2 separate regions of the Sus scrofa genome follow, and region 2 is linked to region 1. A link is a contact called in public HiChIP or PLAC-seq data. All regions are on one chromosome and are shown on one strand. Each heading gives the region's core, a stretch centred on a gene start, on an enhancer-like site or on the middle of the called end of the contact. The rest is flanking DNA. Distances are from core to core; before and after follow the strand shown.

Region 1 (7,309 bases), core at 3,648-6,147:
GCGGAAGTCCATTGCCTTTCCCATACCGTGCAGCCTGCTTTCTGTATCTCTTCCGCCTGGCTGTTTCTGAGCCTTTATCAAAAGCTGGTGATCTAGAAACTAAGTGTTTCTTGGAGTTATGTGAGCCTTTCTAACAATAATTGAAACCAAGGAGGGGGAATGTGGCAACCTCTGATTTAGAGACAGTGCACCAGGAGTACGGGTCATAACAGGTTTGCCAGCGGGGGAAGGAAGCTTGTAGATTGGAACCGTCGCCCCTTGGACTCTGATGCCGTCCGTATCAGAAGACAGTCTCTTACCATCAGAAGTGAGCAGAGGAGTTCCTGTTGTGGCGCAGTGGTTAACGAATCCGACTAGGAACCATGAGGTTGCGGGTTCGGTCCCTGCCCTTGCTCAGTGGGTTAACGATCAGGCGTTGCTGTGAACTGTGGTGTAGGTTGCAGACGCGGCTCGGATCCCGCGTTGCTGTGGCTCTGGCGTAGGCCGGTGGCTACAGCTCCGATTGGACCCCTAGCCTGGGAACCTCCATATGCCGCGGGAGCGGCCCAAGAAATAGCAACAAAGACAAAAAGACCAAAAAAAAAAAAAAAAAAAAAAAAAGAAGTGAGCAGAATTCCTAGACCCCCTGTGGGTCTAAGAGTTGCTTGTTGAAGGTGTAGCAAACTCCCTCCCCAACACACACACGCCACACTTTGAAATCAGGAGGAGACCCTAATAGAGCTGCTATGATATCACAGTCTCCAGTCCCTCTGTGATGCTTTGACTAATAGGATCCGAGCATGGCTGTTTGTTTATCCTTCTTCTGTGATAAGAAAGTCAACTTTGCTGGAAGGAGCCTCTATCTGAGGCTGGCAGCTGGGACCCTTTCTAAGGCCTTAGCTATGCTTGTAATTTTCCCAGAGATTCCACTTTGTCTGAGTTCCGGCTCATGATAACAGGCAATGTGTGACTGAGCGGGGATACAGGAAACCTGGAACATTCCAAAAAAATCTTCAGACGCTGGGTTTGAAGCTGAGAATCTCAAAAACACTTGCCACTGCCTAAGTCCCTTTATACAGCTCCGAGCAGAGATACTATGAAGTCTGAGTGCTCTGAGCAGCGTTCTGCTCTCCCAACAGGCCAGTGAGCCATGGTCTCAAGTCAAGGATTGAGTGTACTGGGGTCCTGCACATCCCAGAATCTACATACTACGTACCAGTAGGGGCAGAACCGCATAAGGCTGAGGCCCTGGTGCAACTGGTCCCATGTCCCATTTCCATGAGATGTGTTTGGTTTTTCCATGAAAAGACCAAATCCTAGCCACTAGGAAAGCCTTGGTTCTTTCATGAGGACAGCACAAAGATTTTTAATTTGCCTAAAGGGAATGTGTGATTTTGAGATGTGACTAGGGATTATCATTCCCACAATGAACATTACAAACAGGAACTGCTAGAGTGACTCAGTAGGACTCCTGGCTCCCAGCCCTATGAATCCCAGTTCCCTCTCCCCGTCAGCCACACCCAGACATCAGACCCTGTCCCTTGACCCTAGTGCTCAAGAAGTTAAGAAAACTGTTGAGGGAGCTGATTCTCAAACTTGGGCATGCATCAGAATCACTTAGATTGCTTTTTATCTTTTAGTTAATGGAAACTATTATTACAGAAATGTTATATTGCATTGTAGAAATTTGGAAAAGTCAGAGAAGCAAAACTAAGAACATAAATCACCATAATCATGCCACCCCAAGATTATTGCCGTCAACAGTTCAATGTATGTTTTTGTAGATAGTTTTTAGGCAAATTTTTATGCGCACGTATATGGATCATTTATATGTCCATGTATACAGATCGGCCTCTTCTTTGGAGTTCCTTCTTTTTTGGGGGCGGGGGGGGCCACATCTGTGGCATGCGGAAGTTCCTAGGCCAGGGATTGAACCTGTGCCACAGCAGGGACCCAACCCATTGCAGTGACAATGCCGGGTCCTTAGCCCTCTGAGCTACATGGGAGCTCCTGGTTGATGGAGAATTTGATCCATCTCAGTGTGGCTTCCACAGCTTCCGTCTCAAGGAGCTCACACCACTGGCTCACTCCTGCAGGGTCTAGATGAATTGTCCAAAATGCCAGGCTTACTCTCTGCTCTCCAGGTTGGTACCTAAAGTGTGGTCAATGACAGCAGCCAGCTGTGCAGCTGGGATCAACACAGCCCCATGATCCAGGGGGATCTTCATTCTTTGTGTACCTGCCTTTCCATTTGCTTCCTTGTCTCAGAATTGCATGGCACCTCTGTTTGCTCAGACCACTGTAAGAAAACAGCATAGATTGGGTGCCTTAAGCAACGGATATTTATATCCCATAGTTCTAGAGGCTAGGAGTCCAAGATCGAAGTGTCAGCAGATCTGTATCCATTGGGCTTTTCTTAAGGGAACAAAGCCTGGGAAGAAGCAAGCCCTCGAGACGCCGTGGTGGCAGCCTGGGTCATGCCTCCCTTCCCTGTCTGCCACTGTTGCTCTGGGGCCCTTGCGCTGTCCGGGCGTTCTGAGAGCAGAGGTGATGCTCCTGTTCCCCATGTGTGACCTGACTTGTGGCAGAGATGGCTCCTTGCAGGAGGAGCTGAAGCAGGAGAGGGGGCCTCAAAGCAGGGTGCGGGGCTGCTCTCACCACCTGCTCCTGAGCAAGCGCCAGGAAAATCCACTGGAGCCGACCCTGGGCTGAGCAGTGACCTGGCTCTTAGCAGGCCAGCTCCTGCTCTCAGATTGCTCTTCTCAGCTCTCAGATGATTTCCTTTCTAATTCAACCCACGCACTGGCCTCTGTTGGTACGGCTGGATATGTGGGTGCCCACCTACTGGGGGCAGCAGTGCCCTCTGCTGCCTCCAACCCCGGGGACTCTGGGCTAATAAACACCTTCTGAGACATTCTTTAGTACCCCTCTGTGACTTTCATAAACTCTTAACTGGCCTCCACACATCTTTTTAAAACATAATAAGCCCCAAGTATAATATACAGGAAAAATAATTTATACAAGAGTGTCAAGGTTAATAAAAGAAAATAGGCAAATGCTCAAGCACAACCACCTGGGAGACAGAAGGAGGTTGTCCAAGGTGAGAATCCTTGCACGAGGTCACAGCAAATGCATCGGCTACAAGTACACAGGGACACAGGTCTGTTACTCAGCCATACCATCAGTCAAGTGATTTTCCAGAACTGGTAGGTTCTGATCCAAATTAAAAAAAAAAAAAAAAGAAAAACCCTCCCTCTCTTGACACGGTAGCTGTGTCCTGGTGAAATGCAGAATATATGCAACTCTGCCAAGATATTCGGGGTTGAAATGTAAGACTGGGTTAAATTCTAGACCCAGATAATTATAAATAGATGGGAGCTGTTTTTCCCACCAAAGCCTGGCCATCAGGGTAACTCAGAATTTATAGGGGACAATCCTATGTGGTGTAAGACCCCATGTACATGGACCATGTGGTGTCAACTGCCACCTCTGAGTAAATGCTAGTAGCACTCCCAGTTATTGTGGGAACCACAACCCCTCCTTCCAAAACATGAACCCAAGCTTCTTGCTTCTGTTGTCTTCCTTGAATGTTTTCCGCAGCCTAAATCATGACCCCACTGCCTAATCACCCCTTGGCCCTATGCAAGTCTCTTTCCTCATCTACAAAATGGGTGCATGCAGGAAGGTAATCAGTAGCTCCCATCTCAAAGGGTATTTAGCACTGTCCTTAGTGAGTTATAAGTATTAAATGAATGTTAATTTTTGTTTATAACTTACATGATATATAATTTATGAGCGTCCTTAAAATTGCCATGAGCGCATACGTACTTAAAAGCAACGAGCTAAGATTCTGAGTGCTATTTCATGGATTTTAGAGAACTGAATTAGATTCTAGAACCTCAGCTATCATCGTGACAGCCCCCCTGATGGAGTTCTGAAGCCAGGGCTCTGAAGCTGTTCCTTGAAGGGAATTCGCAGCGGGAACGTCACGGGAATGTTCGCTCTTCCTTAGACGGGTGTTCCGGAATTGCTTTGGCATTTCTTACTGAATGGCTTCAGGCCCTCACCCAGGACCACAGCTTCCCCAGACCGAGCCCTAAGTTGCAATATAAAACAACAAAAGATGCCAAGAGTACAGCCTGGTTCAAAGACAGACGCAGCACACAAAAAGAATAACAATGTAAGAGCTTCTGCAATTACACGCTGAATTATTTGGTGCCATCTTTAAATTATGTAGGAAATAGGAAAAGGAAGAGCTCAGGGTAGACGGGGGCAAGCTTGGGGAAGGAGGGAGGCCGGAGCTGGCCCTGAAGGATGGAGGGAGTCTGGGTCAGGGGCGGAGGGAGAGGAGAACGCACGGGCTGAAAGAAGGGGGGAAGGGAGCCTGTGCGGCTGGGATGGCGGGTCCTCGGCTGTTGGCGCGCAGGCCTGGGCAACAGCCCTTTCAGGAGCCAGAGCGGGGTCCCTACCAGATAGTTGATAAGGCAATATCCAACTGTCCCAGATGCCCCGATAACGTGTCCCAGGGATATGCCTGGTGGGATACCCTGAGACCCTGTCACCCAGAGCTGCCGCTAAGCTGAGGCCAGGCGGTGCCCATGCAAGTGCCTCCTGTGTGGGTGGGAGCTTTCGGCTCCCCACTGGGCTCTGCAGTCTGGAAAAGCACGCGTTCTCGTGGGAATATTATTCTTGCCTTTGGGAGGGGCTGTGGGAACGTGCAGTTACTGCTGGGGAACTTTTCCCAGCATACATGCTTGTTTATGATGATGAATGACGGGCGCAGGCTGAGCGCAGCGATTCTTTTTCTGGAGGTGGCATGAGAATCCCGCCCGGAATTTCTGTTACATTCTGCTGCCAGAGCCCAGTGACTCAGAGGCAAAGTTCATGTTTACTGGAACACGGAATCGGCTAGGAACCAGGATGGCTGCTGCGCTGCTGCTCCCTGGCCCTGAGGGGGCGCAGGCTTGTATGTGACAACATTGGTCTCTCCCTTGATGTCACAGGGACCAGGCTAAACCTGTGCTTTCACTCATTCATTCATTCAACAAATACTTGTTAATGCCAGACTTCTGGCCTCACGGACTCTATGTCTCCCTCTAGTGGAGGGAAACGATAAACAAGGTGACTAGGAATGCAGGATGGAGAGGAAAAAAATCAGCATGAAAAAGGATGGGCCAGACTGGGGTCAGCACACAATGGGACATTTTCAGCAGAGAGATGAAGGAAGGCTTATCTGAAAAAACAGTATTGGAGCACAGCCTCCCAGAAGTGAGTCACATCCATAACTGGAGGAAATAGTTTGTGCCCAGGTCCTGAGGCAGGGGCCTGTCTGGCATGTTGGAGGGGCTGCAAGGCAGCAGCGTGGGTGGAGCTCAGTGAGAAGAGAGAGAGAGAAGCAGGAGCTGAGTTGGGAAGAAGCAGCGTTTACTCACGAGGAAAGGCACGCCAGCAAGGAATTTGAGCCAACGCGTGGCACGCATGGCCTCACTTTAATTTTGTTGAGCCTCCCTGGCTGGTGTCTGGAAAAGGGATTGAAGCGGAAGAAAATGTTAGCAAGGTGATGCGTGGGGAGGCAGTTTCAGTCGCACGGGCGAATCTAGCCAAGCGCAGAAGCCAGGCGGTGGCAGGTGAAGCGCAGGTTCTGCGTCGATCTGGAAGCCAGAGCCGACGGATTGGCTGATGACTTATATGTGTGCCTGGAGAAAAAGAGAAAAGCCCAGGAACATCTCATGCTTATGACCCCCAGCAACAGGCCGGAGACAAGAGTTCTCCAAGGCATTGTTTTCTTGCTCGTGGCCGCCTGCCCTTTTCCAGTGGTACCTGGAAGGTGGGATAACTAGAACTCAGCTCCTTTCAAAGTGGCGTCTCCTGCCAGCAGCAACAGCTGGCCAAAGCGTCACCTCCTGGAGACTCAGGGTGTGAGGCGGGGGTGTGATGGTTTATTCTGGAAAACCCTCCACCCAGCTCTCCCACTGAAGGGTGAAGCAGAGGGTCCTTGCAAAGATTTCTTCCACCCAGTCCCTGTTGAAAGATGACAGAATATAAACATATGTCCACAGCTCTGGCAGGCTGCCGGTGTTGGTACAATAAGGTAGGTATCATGTGGTCATTAAAAGCTGAGGTCACTTGGACCGCGAATTATAAATAGTTTCCGCATGGAAATCTGACGGTTAAGCGATATATTAATAATTAACTAATTAATTCAGATGCATGTATGTCGCCCTTTTGAAACATCAGGTTCCTTCTCTGTAAAGTGGGAACATTGACTCCCTGGACTGGATGCGAGTAAAACCTCTGCCCACTGCTGTGCCAGTGACCAGTTATGCCAAGTGAGCTGATGGTCTTCATCCGTCACATGTCAGCTGATGCCCTCCAGGCATCTCCACGGGCTGTGGAAGGGAGCCCAGGCGCTTCCTTCCTCTGCCACGTGCTGGTCTCCGCCTTTTCAGCCCCTTCTCTGTTTCGGGTCATGAACATTTTATTTTGGGTCATAGCAGCACTTTTTATTTAACGCCTATGAAGAGTTAAGCCCCGTGTTAGGGGCTTTGAGTGAACTCTAGTCCTCACCAACCAGCTGGGGAAGAGGCGTGACAGCCACGCACAGGTGAGGGTCCCCAGGTTCATGGCTTTTCTAAGGTCACACAGCCAATGAGAAGGGAAGATCAGATTTCAACCCTGGGACTGCAAGGGTGTGAGGTGACACTCTGAATGATGAGGATGAGGCTGATAAGAACAGGATAGCAGAGGAGGAGGACAGAAACAGAAGAAATAACACATATTGCCACGCTTTGTTGCTAGAATGTTCTCTGTTTAGCTGTGTAATCCTCATAACGACCTTTTAAGGTAACTCCTATTATTGCCCCATAGAAGAGCTGAGAGAACTGAGGCTCTGTGACAGTAAATCACTTGCCCAAATGTCAGCCAGCCACTGAGTGGCAATGCATGGTTCAGATCTGAGCTGCCTAGTGTCCAAAGCCCATGGCCCTGATGCTGTGCATGGAGCCAGCCTCAGGCTGCTATTTTTCCATAATCTCCACGTATCATGTCCTGGCACCCCCTCCATGGTCATGGGCACCCCTCCTCCTTCCTGTGGCAAACCTCTCCCCATAGGTTGTGTGCCCTCAAAGGACTTTGAAGGTCACAGTGGTACGTGTGTCACTTTGATCAAGAAGAGATAGAGCTGGTGCGAGCCTGCCCCATCCTCTTCACGCTGGATTTAACCGTCAAGGAGTCCCGTGTTCATGAACGATCCTAGAAGTACCTGAATTTAAACCAGTCAAGAAGATCAGCCCTTCAGTCAAAGGCAGGGGCATTTCTCAGCAGCCGATAG
Region 2 (7,120 bases), core at 1,249-3,748, 650 kb before region 1:
ATAAAGAGTTATCAGCTTCAGGCCCTTTGGGAGCACAGAGGGACAAATGGCCCTGCCCAGAGGAGGAGAGTAGAGGGAGAATGGAGGAGGGCTTTCTGGAGCAGACCAGGAATATTTGACCTGGGCTGGAAGGATCAACAGGAAGTAGACAGTCAGAAAATGGGCTGGGATGTGCTCACGCAAAGCCCAGAGTCAGAAGGAAGTCATGGAGTGGAGGGAGCGGGCAGCTGGGGCTTGGGAGGCCCTCGAGTTGTTTGGTGTGGCCGAAGCCCGGTCTCTGGGGAGAATCACTTGGAAAGAAACACTTGAGCCTGAGAAGCAATTTCCTTTATTCCATAAAACTGCAAAGATACTCATCAGCCGTTCCAGAAACGTCTATTTATGCCCACAATGTGTCAGGAAGTTGGGGAGGTTCTGAGGATACAGAGGTGGAAGGGACCAATTCTTGTTCTCAAGGAGCCGCCCACAGAGTGTGGCGAGGCAGCAGGTCCAGTTCTCTCCTCCTTAAGCCTCAGGAGGTCGGTTTGAGATGATCTGGTGGTGTCAGTTTCTTCTTTGATTCAAGGTCAGTTCCTCAGCCCCTGCAGTGTCAGTGACATGGCACTCCCCAGACCCCTGGCAGGAAGGATCATTCCCTTGAGTAGTTGTGAGCCAAGCATGTAACATCGCGTGAATGTTTGAAAACTTCTCCTGGTTTTCAGAATGCAATTCTGACAGTGCTGAAGGCTGCCAATTAAATGAAGATTTAGATAAAGGCTGTGTGGGAGAGGGAACATAATATTCTTAAACCTAATAATGGTTTCCTTCTGTCTTTTTGAAGCTCTCGAATAATCCTGATTGACTGGCTCTCTGCTTTGGGCATTCCCATTTACTGGACAATTTAATAACATTTAAAATGTTTGACAACCTTTATTTGGGGGCAGACATCCCCAGGGGAGCAGGCTATGAGTAAAGATATGAAGGCTGTACAGTTGAAAAGAGGAACCAGGATTTAAATAATTTTTGTTTCATATTCGGAACAAGTTCCCTGCATGCTGGATAGCAGGAGGCACAGAAAGGGTGAGAATAGGCTCTTAGATGATAATATTAATCGTGGGAAATCTGTAATGACTGCCATGCAGCCTTGTGCTAAGTGTTTTCCTTGTACCACCTCATATACTCTGACAGCCCTGAGGTGGGTGCTAACATTGTACCCATTATGCAGGTGAAGTAGCCCAACCTATGGCCATGGAGCTTAGAAGCCGTGGGGCTTGTGGTTCTCCATCTTGTACTCATTCTGTTGGCTCTGGAGTACACGGTGTGCTGCAGGAATTGGAGGAATTCAGAAAGAAATCCTAGGCGATTTTCCTCCCTTTCCACTGCACTGGAGGTTCATCTGTTCATACACACATTCGCTCATTCATCCATTCAGCACCCTTATTGAGTGTCACCCTGTGGCAGCTGTGGTTCTAAGCACCAAGAATGCCGCAATGGACACAACCAAGTCTCTGCCTTCAGAGAGCTTTCGTTGAAGTGGGCGAAGAAAACAGCGAAGAAACTGTTCATCTTGAGTGCCGAGCAAACACCAGGTGCTGTGAAGGGTGAAGTGTACTGAGGATGCTCTTTTCCACGGGGTGGAGGTTTGAGGGGGAGGGGCCTCTGAAGAGGGGACATTGCGACTGAGACCCGCCTGTGGTAGAGGAGACAGTCTGGCAGGCAGAGAAGAGAACAAGTTCAAAGTCCCTGGGGCAGGAATACGCCTGGTTTTGATCTGGAAGTAGTGAGGTGACCATAGTGGCTGAACCAAGAATGGGAGATGAGGTCAGGAGACAGATTTGGCTATGGGAAGGCTTTGGATGTTATTTTGAGAGTGATGGGAAATGTGGGGAGAGGCCAAAGCAGTGACACTGTTAGTATGTGCAGTAGAGGAAGCCGAAAGCAGTTTAGAAGTCTGAAGAAGTTCACCTCCTCCACAGTCCGTTTTCTTGTTCATGTATATTAATTTTACACATATTAATTCATTAAGTCCTCACAGTAACTCATGAAGTAGGCATTGCTATTGTTACTGTTATTATTATTCCTCGTTTTCCACTGGGGAAACTGAGGCCCAAAGCAGGCACGGCCACCCATATAGGAAGCAGTGGAAATAGGATGCCTTTGGGTTAGCAGCCCCACCACTCAGGTGGTTTAAATTCCAGCTAGCACTTGGTGGGCACCTGCTGTGTACCAGAGTCTGCATGAGGCTGGAAATGCCCTGACACACCCTTTAGATCCTGGTCTGTCTCCGGGGAGAGACAGAGAATTAAGCAGAGAGTCAGGGTGCAGAATAGCAAGTGCTGGGCTAGTGGGCCGCTTGGATTTTGATTTGGGAGTGCAGAGAAAGAGTATCTGGCCCAGTAGAGGTGGGGAGGCCAAAGCTGACCTCTGAGTTGGGAGTGGACACCATGTTGAAGATGACCAAACAAAGCTGGGTTTGGGAGTGGGGAGGACTCCAAGCAGAGACACCAGTGGTTCAAAGGCATAAGGTGGGGCGAGAACAGCAGCTGGCTCAGCATGGCCAGAGGGAGGCAGGGGTCACCGGGCTGCATTTGGATGGTGACGTGTGTGTGTGTGTGTGTGTGTGTGTGTGTGTGTGTGTGTGTGTGTGTGTGTGTGTATGTGTGTGTGTGTATGATGGTGATGAAATAGGCTAGAATAGAGGAAGACAGCTTCACACTTGGTTGCGTTTTTTTTTTTTTTTCCCCAGTTTTTAAATAAACTTAATTATAAAGAGCTGTTTTAGGCTGACAGCAAACTTGAGTGGAAGGTATACAGATTTCACATACATTCCTTTCCCCCACATATGTACAGCCTCCCCCACTATCAAACTCCCACGGCAGAGTGGTGCATTTGTTATAATTGCTGACCTGCATGGACACATCATTATCTCTCAAAGTCCATGGTTTACATTCAGGCTCCTTCTTGGTGTTGTACATTCTCTGGGTTTGAAAAATGTATAACGACATGTACCTGTCGTTATCGTATCATCTGGACTATTTCACTACCCTAGAAATCCTCTGTGCTCTGCCTTTTCATCCGTCCTTCTTCCCCAACCCCTGATCCTTTAATTGTCTTCATAGTTTGCCTTTTCCAGAATGTCATATAATTAGAAGAACACATTTTCAGATTGGCTTCTCTCACTTAGTAATATGTATTTAAGTTTCCTCCATGTCTTTTCGTGTCTTAATAGCTCATTTCTCTTTATTGCCACATAATAATATTCTATTGTCTATATGTACCACAGTTTATTTATCCATTTACCTGCTAAAGGACCTCTTGCTTGCTTCCAAGTTTGGCAATTATGAATAAAACTGTTATAACATTTGTATGCAGGTTTTTTTATGGATATAAGTTTTCAGCTCCTTTGGAGAAATAGCAAGGAGTGCAATTGCTGGATTATATGGTATGTTTAGTTTTCTAAGAAACTGCCAAATTGCCTTCTAAAATGGCCGTACCATTTGCATTCCCATCAGCAATGAATGGGATTTCCTGTTACTCCATATCTTCATCAGTATTTGGTGTTGTTAGTTATTCGGATATCAGCCATTCTAATAGGTGAGTGGTGATATTTCAATGTTGTTTTAATTTGCATTTTCCTGATGACATAATGTTGGGCATTTTCGATATGATTGTTTGCCACCTGTATATCTTCTTTGGTGAGGTATCTGTTAATGCCTTTGGTCCATTCTCTTTTTCTTTTTTAGCTGCCCCATGGGATATGAAGTTCCCCGAGCCAGGGATCAGTTCTGAGCCACAGTTGTGACACATGCCATGGCTGTGGCAATGCTGGATGCTTTGACCCACTACCCTGGGCCACAGATCCAACCTGAATCCTGGAGCTGCAGAGATGCCACTGATCCCATTGTGCCACTGTGGGAACTCTATGGCCCATTTTAAATTGGGTTGTTTATTTTCTTATTGTTGGTTTAAAAGGTATTTGTATATTTTGAATCATAGTCCTTTGTCAGATATATATCTTTTGCAAATATTTTCTCCCAGTCTCTGAATTACTTTCTTATTCTTGATAGTCTCTTTTGCAGAACAAAAGTTCTCAATTTTAATGAAGCCTAGCTTATCAGTTCCTTTTTTCTTGGATCATACCTTTGCTGTTATATCTAAGAAGTTATTGCCATATTCAAGGCCATATGCATTTTTTCTCCTGGGTTATCTTCTAGGTGATTTATGATTTTGTATTTTACATTTAGGTCTGTAATCCATTTTGTGTTAATTTTTGTGGAGGATGTAAAGTCTGTGTCTAGATTTGAATTTTGCCTATGGATATTCACTTGTTCTAGCTGGATAGTCTTGGTTGAAAATACTTCTTTGTGCAGTTATATTGCTTTTGCTCCATTGTGTTGCCTTTGCTGCTTTCTCAAAGATCAGTTGACTGTATTTAAGAGGCTCTCTATTCTGTCCCAGGGATATGTTTATCTATTTGCCCACTCTTTATTACCATAGGTTTATGGTAACTCTTGAAGTTGAGTTGTACCAGTTGTCTGACTTCCTTATTTTTCAATGTTGAGGTGAGTTTTCTGGGTTTTTTTGCCTCTTCATATAAATTTTAGAATCCTTTTTTTTTGGTATATATTCAAAAATAACTTGCTAGAATTTGATTGGGATTCTGTTGACTCTTTAGATCAAGTTGGGGAGTTCCCCTCGTGGCTCAGCGGTTAACAAATCCGACTAGGAACCATGAGGTGCGGGTTTGATCCCTGCCCTTGCTCAGTGGGTTAACGATCCGGCGTTGCCGTGAGCTGTGGTGTAGGTTGCAGACGCGGCTCGGATCCTGCGTTGCTGTGGCTGTGGTGTAGGCCGGCGGCTACAGCTCCGATTAGACCCCTAGCCTGGGAACCTCCATACGCCATGGGAGCAGCCCTAGAAAAGGCAAAATGACAAAATAAAATAAAAAATCATAATAATAAATAAAATAAAATAAAATAATAGATCAAGTTGGGAGGTTGACATGTTGACAATATTGAGTCTTCTTATTCATGAACATGAAGTATCTCTTTATTTAGTTCTTTGATTTCTTTTGTTTGAGTTTTGTAATTTTCTCCTATAGATTTTGTACTTATCCTGTTAGATTTATACCTAAATATTTCACTTTGGGGGGGTGCTAATATAAATAACATTATGTTTTTAATTTCAAATTTTTTCTTGTTAATTACTGGTAAATAGAAAGGTGATTGACTTTTAAGTGTGTTCACCTTGTCTACTGCAAACTTGGCATAATCACTTGTTATTTTCAGGAGTTTTGGTGATTCCTTCTGATTTTGCACAGAGACAATTACGTTATCAGCAAGCTAAGGTGGTTTTATTTCTTCCCGATCAGTGTATCTTTTACTTCTTTTTTCTTATCTTTAGATAGGATTTAGATAGCCACTAGATAGGACTTCCCATACAGTGTTGAAAAGGAGCAGTGAGAAGGGACTTTTTTGATTTGTTCTTAATCTTAGCAGGAAAGTCTCAGCATTAAATAAGATGTTAGTGGTAGGTTATTTTGTAGATGTTCTTTATAAAATCAGGTTCCTTTCTATTTTTCAAGTGCTGGAAGTTTTTATCATGAATAGGTGTTGGAATTTGCCTAGTGCTTTTTTTTTGCATCTATCGATACATCATATGATTTACTTCCTCAGGCTGTTTATATGATGCATTACATTAATTGATTTTTGACTATTGAACCAGCCCTGTATACCTGAAATAAATCCTGTCTTGGTTACATTTGAATACACTTATTTATTTGTGAACCTGTCTCAAGAGAGAGTATAGCTCAGTGGTTAAGAATGGAGGCAGGTTGCCCGAGTTTCAGTTACACCTCTATTGCTTACTAGGTTTCCACATTTATCAAATAATGTCTAATGGTATTGATACCAAAGGTGGATTGTGATGATTAGATTATACTTAAAGAGCTTAGACCTCACCCAGTACGTGGTGAATGAAATGATAGTTTACTGTGATTATATCTCACTTGAATGTATGCTCAGTGTGTTTTGTCTTTGCATTCACAATGCAAAACAAAGCACTGTAAAAAAATGTGTGTTTTTCCTTTTGTGTGTGTGTATGTGGTGAGGATTCTGTAATTCTACTTTGATTGTACACTTGATATGCAGATAAATTAGCAAGAAGATGCTTTTCAAGGGAGTAAATTTTCTTGGAATGCTCTGCTCATAGCTCCCAAAGCATTCTCCATTGTCTTATGTCGACTCTAACTGCCTCCTGGTCATCATCTCTGGCTAGGTCATAGTAGGGGGTCTACCAATGAAGCTGAATAGGTATTACTATCCCCATTTTTATAGAAAATTATGCTGGAATAATAAAAATCATACATAGTTACTGATGGTTCCCAAGGATTGAGAAAACTTCATCAGAGATTTACCATCACCTATGTTCAGCATCTAGATGGTGTAACTTCTCTATTTGACCCTAGTCCCACTACTTCTTTCTCACTTTTTATAGCACTGGAATCAGAATGCTATCAACCTTATAGAAATTACCTCAAAGGTAGAAACACAAATTAATGAACAGGTGTGAATAAACATTAGTTATAACAATGGAAAGATGGCCTTGGCATTGAGAAGAGAATGGCAGAAGCAGGGCTAGAGAAGCTCAGTATGCTTGCTAAGCTTATGTATTGTCTTTGTGCATTTGTGCAAAATTATTTAAAATAGCAGTGTGTAGTTCACTTCCAAGTGGAAATTGGAGCAAAAAAAAAATGTAAAAGTATGTTACCTGAAAGGAGGGTGTATACTAACTATTGTAAACATGTAAAACTATATACATGCACACAGACTTTCATGGGAATTTTCCTTAAAGAAATGATCCCAAAGAAATAAAACACCATGTTTACAAGAGTCTACCATGGGCCAGGTAGTGGTGTTGGGCCCAGGGAATACACCAATGAGTAAGATGGACTTGGGGACTCATGAAAATATCATGACAAAAGCCTGGGAAAATCTGAATGTATAACATTAGGGCAGGCTCTTCAGTGTTGTCATTTTGAGCATGGTGATCCTTTGTGACGGGGGTTGTCCTGTGCATAGGAAGATGTCCCAAAGCATCCCTGGCCTTGATCTTCTAAATTCCAGTTGCGTCCCCCAAGCTG

Evidence for each region. HiChIP or PLAC-seq counts read pairs in DNA pulled down with a chosen protein or histone mark.
Region 2: an H3K27ac HiChIP or PLAC-seq map of skeletal muscle shows a contact between it and region 1. The contact joins two enhancer-like sites. A contact is called at or near these places in 1 of 47 Hi-C or Micro-C datasets (embryonic fibroblasts) and 1 of 2 datasets of contacts at active chromatin or transcription factors (skeletal muscle).

Annotation. Positions count from the first base shown.
Region 1 is chr6:5,151,074-5,158,382 of Sscrofa11.1, reverse strand. The region is part of intron 6 of CDH13 (cadherin 13, H-cadherin (heart)); the gene reads left to right. Among named protein-coding and RNA genes, the nearest start is that of HSBP1, 360 kb to the right of the region's middle. Within about 2 kb of position 4,897, at least 13 of the 83 cell types and tissues checked have an H3K27ac peak or open chromatin away from gene starts, as enhancers often do. A contact at or near this core is called in skeletal muscle, where this site is marked.
Region 2 is chr6:5,799,554-5,806,673 of Sscrofa11.1, reverse strand. All of the region lies in intron 1 of CDH13 (cadherin 13, H-cadherin (heart)), which reads left to right. Among named protein-coding and RNA genes, the nearest start is that of CDH13, 29 kb to the left of the region's middle. Within about 2 kb of position 2,498, at least 1 of the 83 cell types and tissues checked has an H3K27ac peak or open chromatin away from gene starts, as enhancers often do. A contact at or near this core is called in skeletal muscle, where this site is marked.